3 separate regions of the Mus musculus genome follow, and all the other regions are linked to region 1. The links are chromatin contacts, called in public promoter capture Hi-C maps. All regions are on one chromosome and are shown on one strand. The core of a region is the stretch at or near the end of the contact, and the rest is flanking DNA. Distances in the headings are between cores, read along the strand shown. Region 1 holds the start of Ttc12 (tetratricopeptide repeat domain 12). Region 2 holds the start of Htr3a (5-hydroxytryptamine (serotonin) receptor 3A). Region 3 holds the start of Htr3b (5-hydroxytryptamine (serotonin) receptor 3B).

Evidence for each region. Promoter capture Hi-C pulls out the DNA fragments that hold promoters and counts their contacts.
Region 2: a promoter capture Hi-C map of embryonic stem cells shows a contact between it and region 1, with 7 times the contacts expected there. The contact joins the promoter of Htr3a here to the promoter of Ttc12 in region 1. A contact is called at or near these places in 18 of 39 promoter capture datasets (the 3T3-L1 cell line, 3T3-L1-derived adipocytes, the C10 cell line and 10 more), 1 of 15 datasets of contacts at CTCF or cohesin (pro-B cells), 11 of 484 Hi-C or Micro-C datasets (the G1E-ER4 cell line, cerebral cortex, cortical neurons and 4 more), 5 of 115 datasets of contacts at active chromatin or transcription factors (astrocytes, embryonic basal ganglia and embryonic stem cells) and 1 of 9 other capture datasets (embryonic stem cells).
Region 3: a contact with region 1 is called in a promoter capture Hi-C map of embryonic stem cells, with 2.7 times the contacts expected there. The contact joins the promoter of Htr3b here to the promoter of Ttc12 in region 1. A contact is called at or near these places in 13 of 39 promoter capture datasets (the 3T3-L1 cell line, the C10 cell line, the HPC-7 cell line and 7 more), 2 of 15 datasets of contacts at CTCF or cohesin (pro-B cells and stem cell-derived epiblast-like cells), 22 of 484 Hi-C or Micro-C datasets (the Ba/F3 cell line, the G1E-ER4 cell line, the HPC-5 cell line and 10 more), 9 of 115 datasets of contacts at active chromatin or transcription factors (acute myeloid leukemia, astrocytes, bone marrow-derived dendritic cells and 3 more) and 3 of 9 other capture datasets (adipose tissue, embryonic stem cells and liver).

Annotation. Positions count from the first base shown.
Region 1 is chr9:49,484,552-49,487,667 of GRCm38.p6, reverse strand. It overlaps Ttc12 (tetratricopeptide repeat domain 12), which reads left to right and starts at 1,443. Exons shown (of 22, transcript NM_172770.3): 1 at 1,443-1,522; 2 at 2,926-2,998. The coding sequence starts at 2,941.
Region 2 is chr9:48,909,536-48,912,651 of GRCm38.p6, reverse strand. Htr3a (5-hydroxytryptamine (serotonin) receptor 3A) reads left to right here and starts at 1,553. Exons shown (of 9, transcript NM_001099644.1): 1 at 1,553-1,753. The coding sequence starts at 1,687.
Region 3 is chr9:48,963,319-48,966,434 of GRCm38.p6, reverse strand. Htr3b (5-hydroxytryptamine (serotonin) receptor 3B) reads left to right here and starts at 1,445. Exons shown (of 9, transcript NM_020274.4): 1 at 1,445-1,689. The coding sequence starts at 1,650.

The sequences.
Region 1 (3,116 bases), core at 194-2,693:
GAATGCTCACACAGGCCTCCATTGGCTAACTGCTGGGTGGGTGGGGGGGCATAGTCAATGAGTCACACTCGGGTTATTGAAGGTTCTTGTTCACAGTTGCTTATCTGTATACCACACTGGCCATATCAAGTTACCAGGGCACAAAAGTAAAATCTACATAGGCCTGGACAAAAGAGCATGAGACTCTTTGCTGCCAGGTGACTGACTTTCTGGGGTCACTTAGGACTTCTGACCAATCCGAGGTAAGTTTGGTGGCACACACCTGCCATCCCAGCACCCGAGACAATAGGATCACCTTGAGCTCGAGGACACCCTGGGCCACAAAGTGAATTTTGGGCTATGCAGGGCCACAGAAAGGTATAGCATCCAAAACACACACACACATACACACACACACACACACACACACACACACACACACACACAGACCAGCTAAAGAAGCAAAGTGAAACAAAACAAAACCCTAGTAATCTATCAAGTGTAAGATTTGTCCCCGCAAAGTGGCTTGTGACTGTACCACTGTAATCTTACTCTTCAGGACAGATGGCCCTTGGAAGCCTGATGCAAACTGTCAACTCTCTTATCCTTTCTCCATCCGGAATAGCATACTTGACAGTTTCTGTAGGCACATTTGCTCATCTAAGTCCACGTGCTAGAAACAAAAAGACAAAACAAAGGCAAACCTCTGGTCCTAAGGAATGGGAACTAGTCCTATAACACATGGGCTTATGGGACTGGGGAGGGCAGAGCTGCACTCCATAGCAACAGGAATGGAAGCCGTCAGACAGAAAGAGCTTCTGAAGACGCACCAGCCAGCCAGTCTGTGGCTACTGAGCATCACTATCCAAGGCAGTCCTGGGTGCAAGTGAGTCTGTCCCTTCTTCGGCCAGTAGTTCTGGAACTCCCATCGCCTCTTCTTACCTGGGTTCTTGCCTGGCCACTGGCTAGCCTCAGGCACTTTTTTGTAGATTCTGGTTTTGACTGATCTACATTACCCACATTTTAGAGCTCAGGACTCACCACTCTTCCATTCCCTGTGATGTGCTCTCTCTACCCTAAATCCTACTGTTGTTTGTATATCACTCACTTCTGTAGCTAGATAGGATCCAGCCCCCTTAACCATAGCTTTGTCGGAAAAGTGTCGTTTTTCCATTTCATTTACGAGAAAAATTGAGAATCAAAGAGACGGTACTGCCTTGGAGGCCATACATTGGTCATTAAAAACAAACCTGGACTCACACCGAAGTACGCTGGATGGAGCCTTTACATTATGGGACTAAAGATATGAAACCAACTGGGAGAACCCTCGCGGCTCCAGAGTGGAAGGGCTTTCACTGACGTTGCTTTAGCGACCAGCCGGCACCAACTTGCTTCTGGGTGGGACATCCCAGCTTCAAACGGGGCAGCGCGTTCTTTGGGTCACGAGAGGCCCCGCCCTCTCCAAGGCCCCGCCTCTCCCCAGCGAAAGCCAGTCACAGCCTGTCCTCAGCTTCCACTTCCCGTCCGATCCTGGGCACTAAAGGTCAGTCTAGCCGGGTGGCCGTGGGGAATCTATCTTGGAACTGTTCCTGGCCTGGGCTTAGAGTTGACAGAGGCCACTGACTCGGGCCCTGAGTTTGATCCAGTACCAGCTGCAGGCTGAGACCAACCCTGGAAGCACAGGGCCAGGACGCTGGGGAGCGGTTGCCTGGCAACAGTACAGCTGTCCCCGCCCTCCCTCCATGGAGTTGTGTAGTACCGAAGGGTGGGGCTCGGGTGTGGGTCCTCCACCCCACCGCCGCTCTGCTCCTTTCCAGGGAGCCTTGGCTCTGCGTTCCTGCTGACCCTTCTGGCTTGGGTGTACTGTTCCAGAAAGACTGGCTTTCTCCGTCCATGAAGCGCCTGGTTCAGGCCAGCCTGTAGCTCTGCACGAGTTAATTCCCTCCTCCACCCCCCACCTCACCCCCACCCCCACCCCCGATGTGAATCTCATTCCTAGGGAGTGTTAGCTGTTTGAGCCATATGCCAAGGCTGTTTTCTAGATAAAAGAAGCCTGACTAATCACGCATCCACGTTCAGGGTGCTACAGTCAGACCCGTGGTGTCCTCTGGGTTCGCATTATGATTTCCATAACGTAGACGGAGAAACTGGGACTCACGGGCTAATTGTGCATGTCAAAGTTTTAGTTCGCAGTTGTCTGACTGCACTACCAAGCCGCCTGTCTGCAAGCTGGAACCACAGTATAGTGTATTTAAAATATGCATACCTAGGGGGCGCTCCCAAACGAGCTGCGGCTCGCTGTGGGCCAAGGCTGGGGAAGTTTATCCTTCTGGTGATCTTTAGGTTGTGTGGATACGCCTTTGGGTACCTCCGAGGTTATCATGTAGTCTTCACATTCAAAATCAAGTGTAATAAAGCTAATGTACTTGGTAGAGTACTGAAAAGCAGACGCTGGTGCACTGTGGCACCTCCTCTTCATCCTCAGAAACAGGGCGGAGGCAACGGTTTTAATGGAGTGTGGACATGTTCATGAAGGTAGTCTTCTCCCTACTTATCCTGTGCTTTGCCTGGCCCAAGCTTCCGACTAGGCACACCTGTCATGGCCAAAGTTGGAAGACCACACTCGTCCCCCAGCCCTGGCAATAAGTCGGCTCCTCTCCCAGCTTCCTTTGCCATCAGGTCCCTAAATCACAGTGGTTGGTGGTTAGCTTTGGAGGAATTATTGTAGAGCATTTCCCCCCAGCAGAGGCAGGGCTGGCAGCTCTCCGGAAGTGTGGCCACAAATAATAACTGTCCCTTGGCCTTAAACAGCAGTCAGAGGGAAATGGCTCACCCTGCTGTTATTCACGACATTTACAAACACTTAGTCTTAGACAGATAATAAGCCCGATGGTTCTGTTTAGTGTTTTATATTATTAATTTCATAATTTATACTGCCTCCCTTAGAGATTTGTGTCTGCGATGGCTGATGATCAAGAGAGAGACTTGCAGAGATTTCTGGAAAATGTGGATGAAATAAGTAAGTCGCATTAAGTCACAGGCTGAGTTCTGCCTTGGAGCGGTGAAGTGGGTGAAGAAAAACGAAGTTAGCTCCCTGGCTTGTTTGACAGGTTTATGACTCTCAAGGAAAAAAAATG
Region 2 (3,116 bases), core at 304-2,803, 580 kb after region 1:
CTGGCTTCTGTTCACTGGTTGGATGCTTGGATCTGTCTCTGACTCTTTTAGCTGCTTGTTGGGGCTCTCTGAGGGCAGTCATACTAAGCTCCTGTCTGTTGCCCTGTGTGCAGCAAAACTCCTGGGAGGCCTTCAGATTGTTGGGTCTTCCATATATTAATATTTTTAACTCCATGTGTGTGAGGAAGGAGGGAGGGAGGGATAGAGGGTGGGAGAGGGAGAGGGAGAGGGAGAGGGAGAGGGAGAGGGAGAGATGTGCAGCCTGGGCTGGTCTATCTCCTCTCTCTCTCACCTTAACCTTCCAGTTGCCAAGATTACAGATGCCAATCACATTGCCTGGTCCTTTTGCTTACTGAACTTTTAATTATTTTTGTGTTTGTTTGTTTGTTTGTTTGTTTCCTGAGGCAGAGTTCTCCTATAGCCCATAGTGCTCTGGAACCAGATGTATAGCTCAGAGTGGCCTGGGACTTCTGATCCTCCTGTCTCTTCCTCCTTAGAATTACAGGTGAACGTCACCATACCTGGTCTAAAGCACTTTTTCCCCCTGTATTGCTAGAGGTTGAACTCAGGGCTTGGTGCAAGCTAGGCAAGCACTGTACCACTCAACCATGTTCCCAGACTTACAATAAGAATGTGATCACAAAAGACCACACATTTAATGATATTTGCTAAAGCTCGGAAAATCAAGTAAAGATATGTAAAATGTATTTATTTTATTTTATTTTATTATTTTCTGCATATGACTGTTCCACCTGCACGTATGTCTGCGTACTACATGCATGCCTGGTGCCTGGGGAGGTGGGGAGCCTCCATGTGGGTGCTAGGAATTGAACCCCGGTCCTTTGCAAGAACAATACATGCTTCTAGCCACTGGGCCAACTCTCCAGCCCCTTTAACATGTATTTTGTTTTCCCAGATTCTTGGTGGCACCTGCCTTAAGTAATTCAAGTACTTGAGAGGTGAAGTCAGGAGGAGCAGAAGTTCAAAACTATTCTCTGTTTCTTAGTGGGTTCAAGGACAGCCCGGGCTGCATGAGACTGGCTTAAAAAAGAAAGCAAAACAAAGCAAAACAAAAAAGAAACTTAAATTGAATGAGGATGAAGAAGCAGACCTTTAGTGTGACCCCTGTTAACTTCTCTGTCTGCAGAACACATCCAGTCACCTGCTTCACTAGGGACATCACATTACCTTGGGAAGCCAAAGTATACTTCTTGTTGCCCCTGTTTAAGCCAACCCCAGCCCATACTATACTTGTGGAGGGACAGTGCTGACACTGACAGCCCAGTGTACAGCCCACAGCTGTCAGGCTGCATCTTTGCTTCACAGATCCTGTAGGCCCTTCCCTTCCCCAAAACATTTTTTTTTTGGGGCAAGATGTGACCAAGCCACCTATTTGGATGGGTGGGCTGGCCTCCCTCTCCTGACATCTGCCAGTAGACTCCCCTCCCCTTCCTCCCGCCCTGAAACCTGATCCAGCTGAAAAGCTGCTTGCTAGAAAACTTGGCGGCTCCCCAACTCTGGTGGCCGGGAAGTGCCAGGCTGCAGCCTCACAAGGTGCAGGCGTGCAGTTGGAAAAGCAGTCTGCCTGGGACATGAGGTTGGCAGCGGGTGGCGTGCAGGCTGGCAGTCTGGGGGACTCATCCTGAGTGGCTGCTCTGAGGCCCTCCCACATCTGGGAAGCTTGCCATGCGGCTCTGCATCCCGCAGGTGCTGTTGGCCTTGTTCCTTTCCATGCTGACAGCCCCGGGAGAAGGTAAGGAGTTTGGTGGGGAGGGGAATAGCAAGCTGGAATGGGGAAAGGCCTTAAGTCTCAAAGGGCTGAGGGCTGGAGAGGCCGGAGCCGCAGGAGGGCTATAGGAAGGTCAGTTAACTCACTGCTGATGAGTCAGAAAGGATTCTGAGGTGTGGGGTCAAATCAGGTGTTTTGAGAAGTTGAGCCTAAAGGTGAGCCTGCTGCTGGGAAGGGAGTAGAGTCTCTGAGGAAATACATAGCTAGGTGCTGGAAGACGGCTTCCTTTCTCTTCACCTTGCCTTTTAGTTTATCAAGTGAGAGCAGCTACGGGACCTGTGAGCTCGTTCAGTCCACTTTTTCTTCTTACAACCACAGTCCAGAGAGGGAGAGTAATTCACTCAGGGTCGCACAGCTTGTCAGCAGCAGAGTGGGGGGGGGGACGGACCAGGATCACTTTAGTAACTTTTTCTTGCTTTTGATGGTTTTGTTACCTGGATCCTATGGGCTCTCTCTCTTCCCAGGCTCCTCTAAGGCTCACCTCTGGTGATGTTAAACTTCCCTGTCCTTTCTACTCAATCTTCTCATGGCCTCAGAAACAGGGTGTTCGGCCACACAGGATCTGGTTCGTTCTATTGCAGACTACGTTCAGCCTCACAGGAAGGGTCCTTCTACACAACTGGATTGCAGCATCTTGGGGGACAATGAGAGGGGTGCCACCAAGGGGAGGGACTGATGGGAAGGCTAGGAATAGGATGCTCTTTTCTGGAAGCTGTCGTTGGGAGAAGCAGGATAGGTGGATGAGAGGCAAGTTGCATGTGGTAAGCGCTTGGGGTTTTCTTGCCTGGCTTGCTCTGTCCTCCTAGCCATGACCTCCCCTATTTTGAGGTTTGGCTGCATAAGTCAGGCACTTCCCAAACCTCCAAGAGTCCCCCAAAGACCATCGAACTCCCCTACAAGCCCCTTAGTTAAGTAGTGAGGAATCTGGTTTGAGTCTCAGGTTCTTGGCTAGCAAGCAGTGTATGCTATTTATCCTCCTGGGCCTTGGGGATTCTTGTCTGTCCAATGGTCCTGTCATGCTAGCTACTCTGGCAGAGATTCAAGCGGAAGACTTGTGCAGCTATTATTCCATTATTCCAAAGAAGACTCTCAAAAAAAGTCTCTCAAGGATTGGGATATAGCTCTGTCGGTTGAAGCCTGCCTAGCACGCATGCACAAAAGCCCTGGCCGCAATCCCCAGTACTGCATAAACCAAGAGTGGAGGTATAATGTAAGCCTGTAATCCCAGCATTTGGAAGGTGGAGGCAGGGGGATCAGAAGTTCAAGGTCTTCCTTGGTCACCTAGCAAGTTCTAGGCTGTGTAAAGAGCAAAACAAAAGAAAACAAA
Region 3 (3,116 bases), core at 196-2,695, 520 kb after region 1:
AGGAGCAGACAGCAAGGGGCCAGATTAATTCTCAGTGAGCAAGGCTCTCGAAGCCCAGGGTACCACTGTCTATGGGCGTTCCTCAAAATCAAAACCAACAGAAACACTCCCCATAGATTTGACCTCCAGCAGATTAAATTGTAACTTCGTTTTCTTCTGAAATGTTTTCTGCACAATCCAACAAAGTCAGAAGGCTAGCTCTCCTCTCCTACCTCTACCCACACAACTCTTTCACAGACAATTAGCTTGACTAGCTAGTGTGGAGTTACTACATCGAAGACTATTGTCTGTTTGTTAATGGGGTAGGGGTGTTAGTTTGCTTTATTTCATTTCTTCTTTGTTGAGTGAGACATGATCTCCTGTAGTTCAGTCTGGCCAGGAACTTGGTAGATAACCAAGGCTGGACTTGAACGCCTGGTCCCGTCTCCTCCTTCCAAGTGCTGGGGTTATAATTGTGAGCAGTTATGCTGGGCCTGAGAAGGACATTAATTAATTAATTAATTAATTAATTAATTTATTTGAGCATGTTGAAGTGGTGTCTGCACAGGTACACAGACAGCAGAGGGACTCCTGCTGTACAGCCAGAGAGGAGGAGGTGACGTAACAAAAAGTGAACATTATTCAATTCATCAAACAGCAACGAATCCTTTGTCAGGGAGCCAACAAGATGGCTCACTGGGAAGGGGTGCTTCAACCAAGCCTGACAATCCAAGTTTGATTTGGTTCCCACAAATTGGGACACCATTTGAATCCCCAGGACCCACATGGTAGAAGGAGAGAACCAGTTCCCAAAAGTTGTCCTCTGAGCTCTCCATGTACCCCACAGCATTTGTCTACCCCCACATACAAAGTCAAGACATAAAAATATCTTTAAGGGGACATTTAAAAAAAATCTTTCATCGAATGATGTTAAACATTAATAGTTCTTGTCTTCAAGAAGCCTAAAAGCATCTTGTCTGGGCTACTTTGTGTACTGTGCTCAGTGAAAATTTAAAAAGCATTCCTATTTATCAAAAATCAATGTTTCTCTTCATTAAAGGGGCCTAGCAGAAACAAAAGCACTCTTTCTGCTGTATTGTTTGTAGTTGATGTTCATTAGACAATACCAGGCTCCCATTAACTCAAGAGCCCAGTGACTGTTCCCAGAGACTGAAGATGTTCCTCCCTACATCTGATTTAAGGCAGCTATCTGGATCTCAATTATTAATGAAATTAGGGTCCTGAATGCCAGCAAGAACATTGCCTTAGGTAAAGGCTGTAAAGGAAATCATATTAGCTTGGAATTTCCTCTCCTCGGGGGCCCCCTCTTAAATTGCATTATTCACTTAGCTGGCTCCTGTAAGGGAGATGGAGTCTTGGCCATCATCCTAGGGCAGATCCAAGTGGAGAAGCTTGTGGGGTTCATGAAGGCATTAATTTCCAAACCTGTATGTGGTGTTCATGTGTCTTGTCCAGTCGGATGTTTACAAAATAGCAGCACCAAGGTTACCACACATGAGCAAACAGGAGAAGAGGGTGGAGGGGTGCTGAGAGGTGCAAGGTCAAGCAGTGTCCCCCGGCTCGCCAGCCTGCCTGCCCACCAGCCTGCCTGCCCACCAGCCGGCAGCCATCGCTCTTCTCTGGTACCTGCCCCAGAATAGGCAAGTGCGATGATTCTTCTGTGGTCCTGCCTCCTGGTGGCTGTAGTAGGTAAGTCCTGTGACTGATTCTGTCTTGACTCTCAGAGTGTGGTGTCCACACTGTGCTGGGAACACCTCAGATCTCTTCCTTTGGGTTCATGATCTGTTAAATGCTAGTCCTATGGAGCTTTGCAGAGACCAGCGATGTGTCTCTGACACTCCCATTGCCACCTCCGTTTACACAGATGAAAAGTCACTCCAAAACTTACCTTTGACGGGAAATTTTTCTCTTCTGAAGAAATCCAGCTCACTCCAGTGATTTACATTAAACTCGGGGCAATCTCTTTCAGATATGTATAGATAATGTGTTCTTAGGATCCCAGATAGCTTTGGCTTCTTTATAAAACTTTAGCAGAGCAGAGAAAGAGTCCCATGGATTTGTCTCAGCTGGGTATCATTTTGATATCACAGTGTTTGACTCCAGCTTTGCAGAAACTGCAGAAGTGGCCAGTATATTGCTAAAGCTTGTAAGTTTTAAGTACGTGATTTCTATTAAAATACTTTAGATATTATGTGTGTTTTAATGTATGGAACGATACATCCATGGTGGTATTAACTCTACTGACTTGGACTGTTTTAGTTAGGATGCAGTTGATTTTTTTTTTAAATGTGGATAAATCAAGGATCTATGGGTTGTCCATACCCACACCTGGGTATGTGTCACTCTTTGTCTTAAAACCCATTCTCTAATCTGGTAATGTATCCTTTCATTCATCCCAACTGTACTTAAAGAGACAGAGAAAACGGTTTCTGTTGGTGGTTCCTAGCACGCTAGTTTTGTGTATCTTACCCTTATACCCTACCTCTTTGAGGGCTCTCCTAGAGCTTGGGTCTGAATTCTCAAAGTTTAAAATGAACCCAAAAGTAAGATGAATCAGTTAAAAAGACAAAGGAATTTGTTAGCTAGAAAGCTGGACATTTACAAACAAAGAAAGAAAACACTGGAGATGATCCCTCCCCCCACCCCCATTTGGTAGAGAAGAAAAATAGCCACAAAATTCCTGGACATTTAACTTCAAGGATAAAAGCTTGTCTTAATTATAAGAGTAAAAGAGAGGAAGTTTCATTAATGCCAAATGGATTCCTTTGCAGAAAATAACCATCAACATGAAGCTAAGATAAAATAGAAAAATGAAGTCAAGAAGACCGGGGAAATTCTTCTTACCAGCTTTTCCCTCTGATGTTTTGTACTCTGGTTGGATTTTGGTTCTCACTGGGGCAAGAACAATGTTTTAACGGGGTCTAATGGCAGGGGCCTCCTCAGGAATGACACGGAGGACATTTGTGACCAAGAATCTGGCACTTTACTGAGCACTGTAGAGTTGACCTGTAACTGTGAGAACAAAGTGTTCCTCTGTGCTGAGAGTACGCTAGGGATGAGGCTAGTCCACCTCCAGCTGCACTGCTCACTAGCCACAAGACCCACACAAGTCAATT